Regions from separate parts of the Sus scrofa genome. Here region 2 is linked to region 1. A link is a contact called in public Hi-C data. All regions are on one chromosome and are shown on one strand. The core of a region is the stretch at or near the end of the contact, and the rest is flanking DNA. Distances in the headings are between cores, read along the strand shown. Region 1 overlaps ENDOU (poly(U)-specific endoribonuclease). Region 2 overlaps VDR (vitamin D (1,25- dihydroxyvitamin D3) receptor).

Region 1 (5,734 bases), core at 3,066-5,565:
GGGAGAGGCGGTCCAAGAGGCAGGCAGCAGCCAGTCCTGCAGGCGTGGCAGAAGGTTGGATTTCAAACAGTAATAAAACTGGAAGTTCCCATTGTGGCTCAGCTGTAACAAGCTCGACTAGTAGCCGTGAGGATGCAGGTTCGATCCCTGGCCTCACTCAGTGGGTTAAGGATCCAGCATTGCTGTGAGCTGTGGTGTAGGTCACAGAAGCAGCTCAGATCCCCTGTTGCTGTGGCAAAGGCCAGCAGCTACAGCTCCAATTCAACCCCTAGCCTGGGAACTTCCATATGTCAGGCATGGCCCTAAAAAAAAAAGTAAGAAAACTATTTTACATTTACTGCATATGTTCTATGTGCAGCCCTGTTTTAAGTGCCTTCAGTCCTCACATTGATTTTTCACATCAGGTTGGTAGTAATTACCCCAATTTAGAGATGAGGAAACTGAGGCAGAGAGGTTATAGAACCCACACAAGATTGCACGCTTCATGAGAGGTAGACACAGCCCTTGAGCCCAAACGGTCTTGCTCCAGAGACCCATCTCTCAATTCCATCACTTCTTGGGGGTGGGAGAGCCACTGAAGGGTTTTAAGCAGGGGAATTCTGTGATAGGAGCTTTGTTTTTAAAGAATCTTTCTGGCTGTGTAAGGAAAAAGGCCAATGGGCCTATGAGCAGAAGAAGGGACACCAGTGTGGGGGTACCACTCTGTCCAGGGCAGAGGTGGTGGTGGCTTGGATGGAGGCAGCAGCCGTGGGGGAGGGGTGAGAAGTGAGCAGATTCCCAGATAGATTTTGAAGCTGGAAGTGACAGATGTTCCGGGTGGAGGAAAGGGGGATGGGAAGCGGTGAGGTAAACAGAAGAATTGCTCCTGGGCTTTTGGCCTGAGCACCTGGATGAATGATGGGGTCATTATGAGCTGGGAAAGACTGAGGAGGGGGCAGTTAGCCAGCCAGGTGGAGCTGATGGAAAGGCCATTGGGACCAAGAGAAGGGTCAGGGCCGGGGACCTGAATGAGGGAGCCATCAAATATCCGTGGTTCACTGCCCAGAATTGTGTGTGGAAGGCACAAAAGAGATACCAGGCACATTCCTTCCTCTCAAGGACTTACAGCACAGTTGGAAAGCAATACTAAAAATACACGGAATAACAGAGAACAGTTTCACATGCTGAGTGGCTACCACTTACTGGGTGCCAGGCTTTCCAATGAGTGCTTTACATGCATTAATCCCGCGAGACCCCATTTCACAGAGAAGGTCTGAGGGTCTAATGGCCCAGGGTCATATGCATCATTAGCGAGTGAAACTAAGTCTCTCTGGCCCAAGGCTATTTTGGGGACACACCCCAAGCCCTTGACCTCCGGAGATACACTGAAAGTCAGCTGTGTGCCAACTGCAGTAGAAGCAGCTTCATAAATTCAGTGGGATCTGAGCTAGAACTCGAAGGATAAGTGGGATTTGGACGGGGACAGAGGTGAAGATGGGGTGGCTGATGGACCAGGGCTCAGTCTCCACCTCCAAGATCCTCTTGTTGTTCACTATAAAGGACACCAGGGGGCGGTGTAGGATCACACCCTCTTCCCAGGGCTCGCTCGAGTGTCACCGGTTTTACCTAAAAACAGGGTTACCAATGCCTAACGGGGCCACAGGAGGATGCAATACAGCGGCGCTGAGCAGAGGCGACCCCACGGCCGGCAAGGGAAGACCTGGACGGAACCACCCCCAGGCAAGGCCCAGCGGCCTGGAGTTCAGGAAAGGAATCTGGCGGACACTCACAAACACGGCCCGTGCCAAGAACTCCTGCGGCCCAAACCTTTTTTGGTCTGATTCAAACGTATCTCTATCTGGAGTCGCTCCAACCAGAACCCTTCCGGGTAGAACGTCCCCCTCCGAACCTGTGTTGATTTTCTGTTGCTGCTTCCCCAGCAAAAACGTGGAGGGGGCCAGCCTCCTTGCTGGACTTAGTGCCGGAGGAGGGAGCAGAGGCAAGAGAGAAAGTGGTGCTGACTCTGGGATCCACTGAGGTGGCAGAAAAGTGCCCTGGAGGAGAGTGGGGCGACTTGTGGCCTTCCGGGAACCCTGAGACTGAGGCAGCGAGTGGGGGGTAAACGAGGTGGCTAAGATGAGGTCCAAAGATAGGGTGGGGGTGGCTTCCAAAGCAGACGGAGGAGTCTTCAGTTCCTGCCTCTGGGCTCCTCTCTGGCCCCTTCCCTGTCCCCGCCCAGAGATACACTGCCCCCACCCCCACCCCCAGCATGGCCAGCTTTGGGCGCAGGGCCTGGGGAAGGAGGCTCCTGCCCCACTCACTCTGCTGGTGGAGGAAGCCGTAGAGCGTCTTCATGACAGCCGTGCTCATGATCTCCCTGAGGAAGGTGTCCTGCTCAGCCAGCTGCTGGGCTGTGAAGTGCTCCCCGCGGCCCGTGGCCCGCTGGTAGTTGTTGAGGAGGTTGATGAAGGCTGCGTAGGTCGGCTTGGAGAAGAGCTTCTCATTGACGTAGGTGAAGAGCCTGGGAGAGGTGGGGGGAAGCGCAGTCAGAGGCCTGGATGCTGGACACGGAGCAGAACCCATCCAGGAACGTCCAGATACAGAGGGCAGGGCAGCGTGCGAGGGTTGGGTCAGAGGCTGGTGGGGGGACTTGAGATACTCTTGGGGACAACGCATGAGGTTGGTCTTTTCTTTTTTGTCTTTTGCTTTTTAGGGCCTCCCTCGCAGCACATGGAGGTTCCCAGGCTAGGGGTCAAATCAGAGCTACAGCTGCCGACCTACACCACAGCTACAGCAACGCAGCATCCGAGTTGTGTCTGTGACCTACACCACAGCTCATGGCGACGCCGGATCCTTAACCCACTGAGCAAAGCCAGAGGTCGATCCCGCAACCCCATGGTTCCTAGTCAGATTCGTTTCCGCTGTGCCACAGCAAGAACTCCTGTGAGGTTGCTCTTTTCTTCCACTCCATTTCTGGGAAGGCCAGTTCTATCTTCAGCCCAGCCAATCCCAGAAGCTCCCCAGTGGGTCCCCACAGGCCCTCAAGATGGCTTTGTCTGTCTCTGGAGACCTATTTTGTCCCTTTCCCTTTGATCTTGCCTGCCTTCAGGCACCAAAAGAAGCAAAGCCAGGGAGTTCCCACTGTGGCTTGTTGGATTAAGGACCTGACTGTAGCAGTTCTACTCACGGTGGAGATCCAGGTTCAATCCCCAGCCAGGTGCACTGGATTAAGGATCTGGCATTGCCGCAGCTGTGGCATAGGTCGCGGCTGCATCTTGGATTCGATCCCTAGATCCCTGGCCCAGGATCTTTCATATGCTGCAGGTGTGGCCAAAAAAAGAAGCAGCAAAGTGGGGGAGAGATTTTGCAGAGGCACAAATGGAACTCACGGCTCTGGGCAGCGGTCCACTTGGTCTCTGGTCTCCGAGGGCGGGATGCGGTTTTGGCTATTGAGAATGATGTCTTCCTTCTGGGCTTTGTTGGTGTCTGCCCTGTAGATCTTCTCAGAGATGCTCCGCAGCTCCTCCTTGGTGATGGCATCGCTGCTGTGCGAGAAACCCTCTGGGAGGAATTGGGGGAGGGGTATCTCAGAGCCCAAGGGAGGCTGGGGGCATCCTCTCCTGGGAACCTTCCAAAAGCCAGCAGTGGGGGAGAGGGGCTGCAATCAGGCACCCTAGTGATTGCAGGGCAGGGGCCTAGGGCCTAAAGGATCCTTAAAATAGCCCATGGCCTTGCCCACAGAATGTCCACAAAATATCCACACAGCCCCCTGCCTTCTGGAAGGTTCTCTCACTTGGGCGTGAACCCTGGAATGCTTGTGAGAGCAGACTGGTCCCCCGCCCCCGACAGACTTTCTGATTTAATGGGTCTGGGATGAGCCCTAGAGTTTCCGTCTCTTTTCCCAGGCTAGGGGTGGAATCCGAGCTGCAGCTGCCTGCCTACACCACAGTCAAGGCAACAGGGGATCCCAGCTGCGTCTGTGACCTACTCTGCAGCTTGCAGCAACACCAGACCCTCAACCCACGGAGCGAGGCTGGGGGTCGAACCCGCATCGTCGCGGACACTAAACGACTGAGCCACAACCAGAACTCCGAGTTTCCATTTCTAATAAAGTTCCAGATGCTGCTGATGCTGCTGGTCCCGGGACCACACGTAGAGAGGGTCCTTCTGTCTCTGGGGCTATGCGAAAGGGAGCAGGAGACTGACCATGGCCACACAGGCTCTCGAAATCCTCGCAGCAGTTTCCAAACTCCCGGCAGCGGGCATTACAGTGGCACGGGTGGTGCTTGTCGAAGGCTTCCCAGCAGCGGCCATGGCAGGAGTCGGGTGCGGAGTATAAGTCTGAGCGGACAGGGAGGAGGAGTGTCCCGGGCCGGCCTCTAGGGGTCGCTGCGTCCCGCCGGTTCCCCGCCCGCCCCCGCCGTCCCCTGCCTCCCCCGAGCCTCGCTCTCCTGCCGCTTCCTATTAAAGAACTTCAGGGAAGGAAAACAAACAAGCTTCATGGGTGCACGCCCTTCACGGTCAGGAAGTCCTTTCTGGTGCCCAACTCTACTTTCGGGCCTGTTGTTTTTATAATCGTCCCTCTCTAAAAATAAAACCTCAGGCTCTTTCCTGCCTACCCTCCAGGTTACTGAGGGCCCCAGGGGCTTCCTCCCACCCAGACCCTAAGACTCCAGCGAGCCCTCCTCCCCACTGCCAGGTGATGGATTTTTGGGGTCTGTCTGGTTTGGCCTGGGCCTGTTGCCGCCAGCACGGCTGCCCCCCTTCCCTTGTCACCCACTCGAGTCCTGAGTCCTTATCCCAAAGGCCCCCCTTTTCCGAAGGCAGACTCACTGCTGGCTGGGGCCCCCTCAGCCTCTTCCTCCAGCTCCAGGAATGGCTCTGGATCTTTGGGGTCCTCTTCAGCTGTAGGTCAGAGAAGTCAAGTCACCACCTGTCCCCAGGGGTCCCTCCTCTTTATCCCTGATTCTCAGTCCTCTCGGCCTTGGGGACAGGCACGTGCAGTGGAAGAACCTACAAAACTGGGGCTAGGGTACAATGAACAAGCACCAGGTGGAGGAGGAGAAAAACTGACAATGTGAGACAGAGGGGGATTGAAATCCATTCTCAGAAGGGAAGGAACATCCCCAGGCGACAGCCCTCCCTGCCATGTACCCTGCGGTACTCAGGGTGCTTGTCTGTAAAAAGCGGGTGGGGGCCTGTGGCAGGAGGTGGCCCTTTGGCTGGACATCTCTGAGGCGGGCATGACTTTTCTGTAATGTAAATTGCTAGGTAAGCAGGCTCCAACCTCAAGGCCAAGGCCCTCGCTTAGGAACAGCCCTCACCTCTAATAACTCCCGGTCAGAGTCAGGGGTGAACTCCTCCCGGGCCTCATGGAATAAGGACTGTTTCCTGAGATACCGACTTCCCTTCTTTCTTCACAGTCGCACTTGGCAATGGCCACAAAGGCTGTGTTTGGAGGGAAGGCGTGTTCAGAAAAGCACATTCCTGTTGCTGCCCCATTTCTTTTTCTTTTTCTTTTCTTTCTTTTTCTTTTTTTCTTTTTTTTTTGGCTACACCTGCAGCATCTGGAAGTTCCTGAGCCAGGGACAGAACCCAAGCTACAGCAGTGACAACACCAGATCCTTAACCCACTGCACCTCAAGAGAACTCCTGCTGCCCCATTCCTTTGCCCCACTCCAGGCTGAGTGACTGCAGCCTTGGCTCTGGGCAGAGAAGGGTGGAATGGGAGTGGGGGTGGGCAGGAAGAGGAAGG
Region 2 (5,689 bases), core at 1,171-3,670, 130 kb after region 1:
CCCCGGGCTCAAGCCCGTACTCCATAACTTGGTTCCAACCTGTCTTTCCAGACCCCCTTCCCATCGCAGGCTCCACCAACCCTCCCTTCTAAACTGTGGGACACTCCACATTCAGGTGATGCATTCTCACGCCACTGCCATGCCCTTGAACATGGGACGGCTCCCGCGTGGAGCACCTGTCTTCTTCTGCTCCACCTGGTCTTTCTGGTCCTGAATCTAGAAGGTCTCTCTTGGGTCCTCCACTCTCTGATTCTCTTCATCGAATGAGAGCCATTCCTTTATGACCTGCTGCACGTGGCTCGTACATTGCTGGTATTTTGCCCTTTCCCCTTCACCTCTGTCCTTTAGGTGCTTGTCTCTGAGCTACTTGAGGGTCAGCACCACCTCTTAATTACCTTAGTGTTGCCCTCACATTGAACGTTGAACCCTGAGCACTAGGAGAGTGTCAATAACTAGGTGTCGATGAGTCAAGAGGCTGATGACTAGTTCCATTATTCTGAGTCACGAGCTGGGCTTGTCTGAACCATGACAGGGAGAAAGCAGGGCCCACGGATTAAATCGCTTCCGGATTTTCCTCCCTTTCTGACTATATGTTTCCTCCTGGATATCCTGCGATGGGCTGTCAACTTCTGTGGCTGCACTTTGGAATATAAAAAAAGTGGGAAACGGAGTTAACAGATGTGGGCCCTGTATCAGCAAGTGATGGATGAGGAGGCGTGAAAAGGCTTGCCTGATTAGGATGGCCACCAAAGCGCAGTGAAGGAAAATCTCACAGTGCCAGCATTGGGAGGCCCCCCTTCAACGCTGTGTGGTCCAGTTCCTCCCTCAGCACTCCCAGCAGATGGTGCTCACACAGCCTGTGCAGGATCCCCCCAGGGCCAGGGATACAGCCACGCCGTGCTGTGGGTGAAGCGCCTCTTGGGCTTCTATTGAGCTCTAACCCACACGATGACACAGTCATCTTGCTCATAGTTCCATCCTCTCAAGGAACATAGAACTCCGACTTCTCCATCACTTATGGGACATTCCTCTCACCATTTAAAGAAAGACACTATTTCCTCTTGGCATCTTTCCTGGGATAAATAGCCCTGATGACGTCTTGCCATCCTTGCCACCTTTTTCTGGGCGCTCAGTCCACATTTTGTTTTTGTTTTTTTGGCCATGCCCGTGGCATGTGAAATTCCCAGGCCAGGGATCGAACCCATACCATAGCAGTGACCCAAGCTACTGCAGTGACAATGCTGGGTCCTTAACCCACTGCACCACAAGAGAACTCTTCAATCCACACTTGAAAAAGAAAAACTAACATCACCCTTCTTTGGGTTTTAATTCATTATACAGTAAAACATTCGATTATTAAATCTTTGCAGAAAATGAAAACAAATAAAAATTGCTCAAAACCATGATGAACATTCTGGTTTATTTTCTTCCTGTTTTTTATGCAAATCTCTCTCTCTCTCTTTTCCTTTTAGAGCTGCACAGGCAGCATAGGGAAGTTCCCAGGCTAGGGGGCGAATCAGAGCTACAGCTGCCAGCCTACACCGCAGCCACAGCAACGCCAGATCCGAGCCACACCTGCAACCAATACCACAGCTTGCGGCAGCTCTGGATCCTTAACCCCTGAGTGAGGCCAGGGATCGAACCCGCATCCTCTTTTTACTAGTTGGGTTGTTAATCCGCTGAACCCTAACGGGAACTCCGCAAATATCTCTTTCTTAACATGTAGGAGGTCACAGTGACCCTGTGTCTCACTTCCTACGTTAGTTCATGGTGGGTTGCATCACGTTATATCAACACACTCTATAAGTTATTTATCAATCTCCCAGTCACTTACTTTGGGGTATTTGGGCTGCTTTGAAGTTTTGCTATTATAAGTAATTCTGTGAGGAATATCTTTATACGTAACCTTTTGTTCAAGGGCCCCCTCAAAACGGATGGCCAGAAATGAACGAATATCCCATGCGTGTTTGGCCAGAGAGATTTCACTGGCTGCTGTGATCCAGACATACTCCTGCTATGAAAGCCAACCTAGAACAACCTCAAATTACTACCCATGGGCTGGAAATACAGGGAATTTCTACGAGCCAGCTCGAAGCCAGAACTGAGACTGGTGGTGGGTTGGGGGCAGAGGTGGAGCCAAAGGGGAATCCAGTCAGAGAAGTTTCCTGCTGTAATGGACACTGGCTCGGGCTCTGGGCCTCCTCCCTGGACCTCCTCATAGGTTTTCACCCCTGCCGCTGCTTCTGGGCACCTGCCACACGCTCTGGGAATGCGGGCTTGTCTCCCCTCCCCCATCCCAGGCAAGGCTTCCCCCCTCCCTCCATGGCCTGCATTCTGTCTGTGCCTCTAACAGGCGTCTCTCACTGCCCTAATCTTGTCACCACAGCCGCTCACAGGCCTCTCTCTTCCATCAGACGCTGACCCTCCGGAGGCCAGAGGCTGTCCGAGGCAGCTTTCTTCCCTCCCAGTTTATATAAGCAAGCTGATTGCTGGATCGATGAGCAAATAAATAGAGGAAAGGGCAGAGGCGGAGGGAAGCGCTATGACCCCAGGCCTTTGACAGAGGCAGGAGTCTCTGGGGATGGAAATGGCAGTGGGGTTGGAGGCCTTTAGCCCTCTGTGGTATCTCCTGCACCAGTCTGGGCAGTGAACACTGTGGTTCCATGCTCTGAGATCCACGACTGCTCCTGCACCACCTCCTCCCTGCATTTCTCTTGCGGGACTGAGGTGGGGAGGCTTGGGGGGCTGCCAGACTGAGAGGCCGAGGGGGAAGAGGTCGGAGGCAGGAGCAGGGCCAAGGCCACACCACAGGGCCGTTGACACCCAGCACAGCCCATCCAGTCCCACCCCACTTTGGTCCCATGCCCGCCCTGGAGCCTCATCCCACCCCGTACTCCCACCCCGCTCCCACTCTCCCACACAGAAGTCTCATCCTGCCCTCCCCACACCCTCCACCCCCGCCTCTAGGCAGCAAGATCAAAGCCACCAGGGACGCAACCACTGTTCTTTCACTTCTTGGAAACACAGAACCTCTAAGTGCAGAAACCGGCAGAACCAGAGAGCTGTTGGGCTGGCCCCGCCTGGGTCCTCCAAGGAGCCTGGGCTCTGGCCCCAGTCCTGGTACAGCATCAGCTCCACGAGGTCACAGAGCGTCTGCGTCAGTGTCCTCACCCCCCACCCCCGCCACTCCACCCCATCCCCAGAGCTCTTGCTAAGGCCTGCTCCACTTTTACTAGGAATCATTCCACTGTGGGACTTCTCAAGTCAGGCTGAAGCGAGAAAAGCCAATCCAGCTTGTTTAGATCGATTTAATTGATTTTGCCTCAAGAGCTGGCTGGCTCCAGCAGGTGCTCTTAGAGACCTCGTTTTGGCCATGACGGCACGGCTAGACCAGGGAACTCTGGTGAGTGAGGCCTGAAGGGAAGGAAAGAGATTTCAGCTCATCCTTGGGGAGAAGAAGAGAGGGGCAGATAGTGCTGCGGGTGCAAGGGTATGAGAATGGGGGCGAAGAGAAAAACTGGGGTTCCGTTTACTTAGCGGAGGGCGCTGCGCTGGGGTACTTTGGATCCCAGCCACCACTCAGAATCCCCGAACCGCAGCATCTGAGCTGGGCCTCAGGTGCCCTCTGGTCCAGCGCCCCACTAGACAAGGTGGGATGAACCCTGGGTGTAGAGCACTGCTTCTCCTTGAATCAGGATGGGAGCCGCCGGCTGTTGTGTATCCACCAGCACCTTGAAGTGTTTTTTTCTCTAGATGTTGACACAAAACGAGGCTTTGGAACACGAGCCGTCTGCAAACAGTAACGTGAAGAGTGGGGGAGGGACTTGGAACCTGTGCTAAACAGAATGTGTCATCAGCTCCAAGGAAAGGCTCTGGAGGGTAAATCCCAGGCCCAGTGCGATGCTGACCTCACAGATGACACCCGTTCTGCCTGCCAAAGTGGCCTTTGCTCCCTTTGCTGCAACCAAAACGTGCCACGCAGAATGAGCGGAGTCTCAACAATGCTGAACGTTTTTCTCTCCTTTACAATTTTTGCATTCATTCCAGGAAAGAGCACTGGCACATTCCTGGTGTTTGAATGCATGCGAGGCATAAAATAACACAGAGCAAGTTGTCTCAGGACAGAAACAAACTGAGAAGTACTGGGTTTAGCTCTGTGAATTACCATCGTCTAGCTGGCAATGCGGCAATTTAGACAGTGGCCGATGGCTTTCCCACACAGCAGAGAGTCCCCACATGATAAATGGTCCCTCATACTAGTTTTCATTCAGAGTGGGCCAATGTCAATCATTTTCCAGCTCCTAGTATTCTAGCACTGAATCTGAGCATCAGTCTTGAGGAAGCCTTCTGCCTCTTCTGCCACAACTGCGACTATTGCTACTACTGGAAATGATGAGACTATTGCTTGATATTAATTTATTTCTATTTCTCAACCACACTGTGTAAGTATTTTATGACAATGTTCTACATGAACTTTTAGAAAGAATGAAGCTATGAATATACATAAAGATACAACTGTCTACCAATATATCTGCTAAAAGTGGCAACTTTTAAGTATTTTTAAAAATATTTAGGAGTTCTCTTGTGGCACAGAGGGTTAAGGATCCAGCATTGTCACTGCAGCAGCTTGGGTCACTGCTCTGGTATACAGGTTCAATCCCTGGCCTGGGAATTTCCACATGGCATGGGGTGGCCACAAAAAAAAAAAAAAAAAAAAGAATATTTAACACTGCATGACTATTTAATATATTATATATGCCATTATTACCAAAACAGTAAAACATTTGAATGAATGAATGAAACTTGTATGACTGAATCTATAAGAGGGTCTTTTTTTTTTTTTGGCTTTCTAGGGCCACACCCACAGAGTATGGAGGTTCCCAGTTACAGCTGCCAGGCTAAGCCACAGCCACAGCAAAGCCAGAGCTGAGCTGCATCCAGCTCATGGCAACACTGGATCCTTAATCCACTGAGTGAGGCCAGGGATTGAACCTGCAACCTCGTGGTTCCTAGTCGGATTCGTTAACCTCTGCGCCATGACGGGAACTCCGTAAGAGAGGGTCTTGACTCAAGTAGAACTCCTTATACTTATCTACTTTGGCAAAAAGATCTCGGTATGATTAGGAAACAGCCTTGGATGAGGGATAAATTGGATGAAAGATGCCCAGGTTATATACGCCAGAAAGTTCGTCTCCCTCTAAATTACTTTACAAGTCTTCCTGCCCAACCCTGGCTAGGGATCAAATCCAAGCTAGGAATGGAATCCAAGCTGTAAGCTGCAACCTACACCATGGCTGTGGCAACACCAGATCCTTAACCCATTCATTGCACAGGGAGGGGATCGAACCTGTGCCTCAGCAGCAACCCAAGTCACTGCCGAGACAACACCAGATCCTTACCTTGCTATACCACAGTGGGAACTCCTGGACTGCACTGCTTAAATACAGATTCCTGGGCCTAACGAAGAGATTCTGATTTAGGTCTAGAGTAGGACCTGAGACTCTATTTTGGGAAGCAGTAGATTGGTAATTTCTGAGCCTTCTTCTGCCTCCATCTAGGATTCTGACTCTTCCCTGGATGTCCCAGAAGCTCCTTACCTGAACCCTGGGATCATCTTGGCAAAGCCGATGACCTTTTGGATACTGTAACTGACCAGGTCAGCCAGATGGGGCAGCATGGAGAGCTGGGA

Evidence for each region. Hi-C and Micro-C count contacts between places; a contact is called where the count stands out from the background.
Region 2: a Hi-C map of retroperitoneal adipose tissue shows a contact between it and region 1, with 2.1 times the contacts expected there. The contact joins two enhancer-like sites. A contact is called at or near these places in 1 of 5 promoter capture datasets (liver), 29 of 47 Hi-C or Micro-C datasets (adipose tissue, alveolar macrophages, blood and 15 more) and 2 of 2 datasets of contacts at active chromatin or transcription factors (alveolar macrophages and skeletal muscle).

What each region holds. Positions count from the first base shown.
Region 1 is chr5:78,076,511-78,082,244 of Sscrofa11.1, forward strand. It overlaps ENDOU (poly(U)-specific endoribonuclease), which reads right to left. Exons shown (of 11, transcript XM_021092594.1): 3 at 4,813-4,884; 4 at 4,186-4,320; 5 at 3,369-3,540; 6 at 2,301-2,500. Among named protein-coding and RNA genes, the nearest start is that of ENDOU, 11 kb to the right of the region's middle. Within about 2 kb of position 4,316, at least 39 of the 83 cell types and tissues checked have an H3K27ac peak or open chromatin away from gene starts, as enhancers often do. A contact at or near this core is called in adipose tissue, alveolar macrophages, fetal liver and 2 more, where this site is marked.
Region 2 is chr5:78,211,496-78,217,184 of Sscrofa11.1, forward strand. VDR (vitamin D (1,25- dihydroxyvitamin D3) receptor) reads right to left here. Exons shown (of 10, transcript NM_001097414.1): 7 at 5,598-5,689. Among named protein-coding and RNA genes, the nearest start is that of HDAC7, 28 kb to the left of the region's middle. Within about 2 kb of position 2,421, at least 10 of the 83 cell types and tissues checked have an H3K27ac peak or open chromatin away from gene starts, as enhancers often do. A contact at or near this core is called in adipose tissue, alveolar macrophages, fetal liver and 2 more, where this site is marked.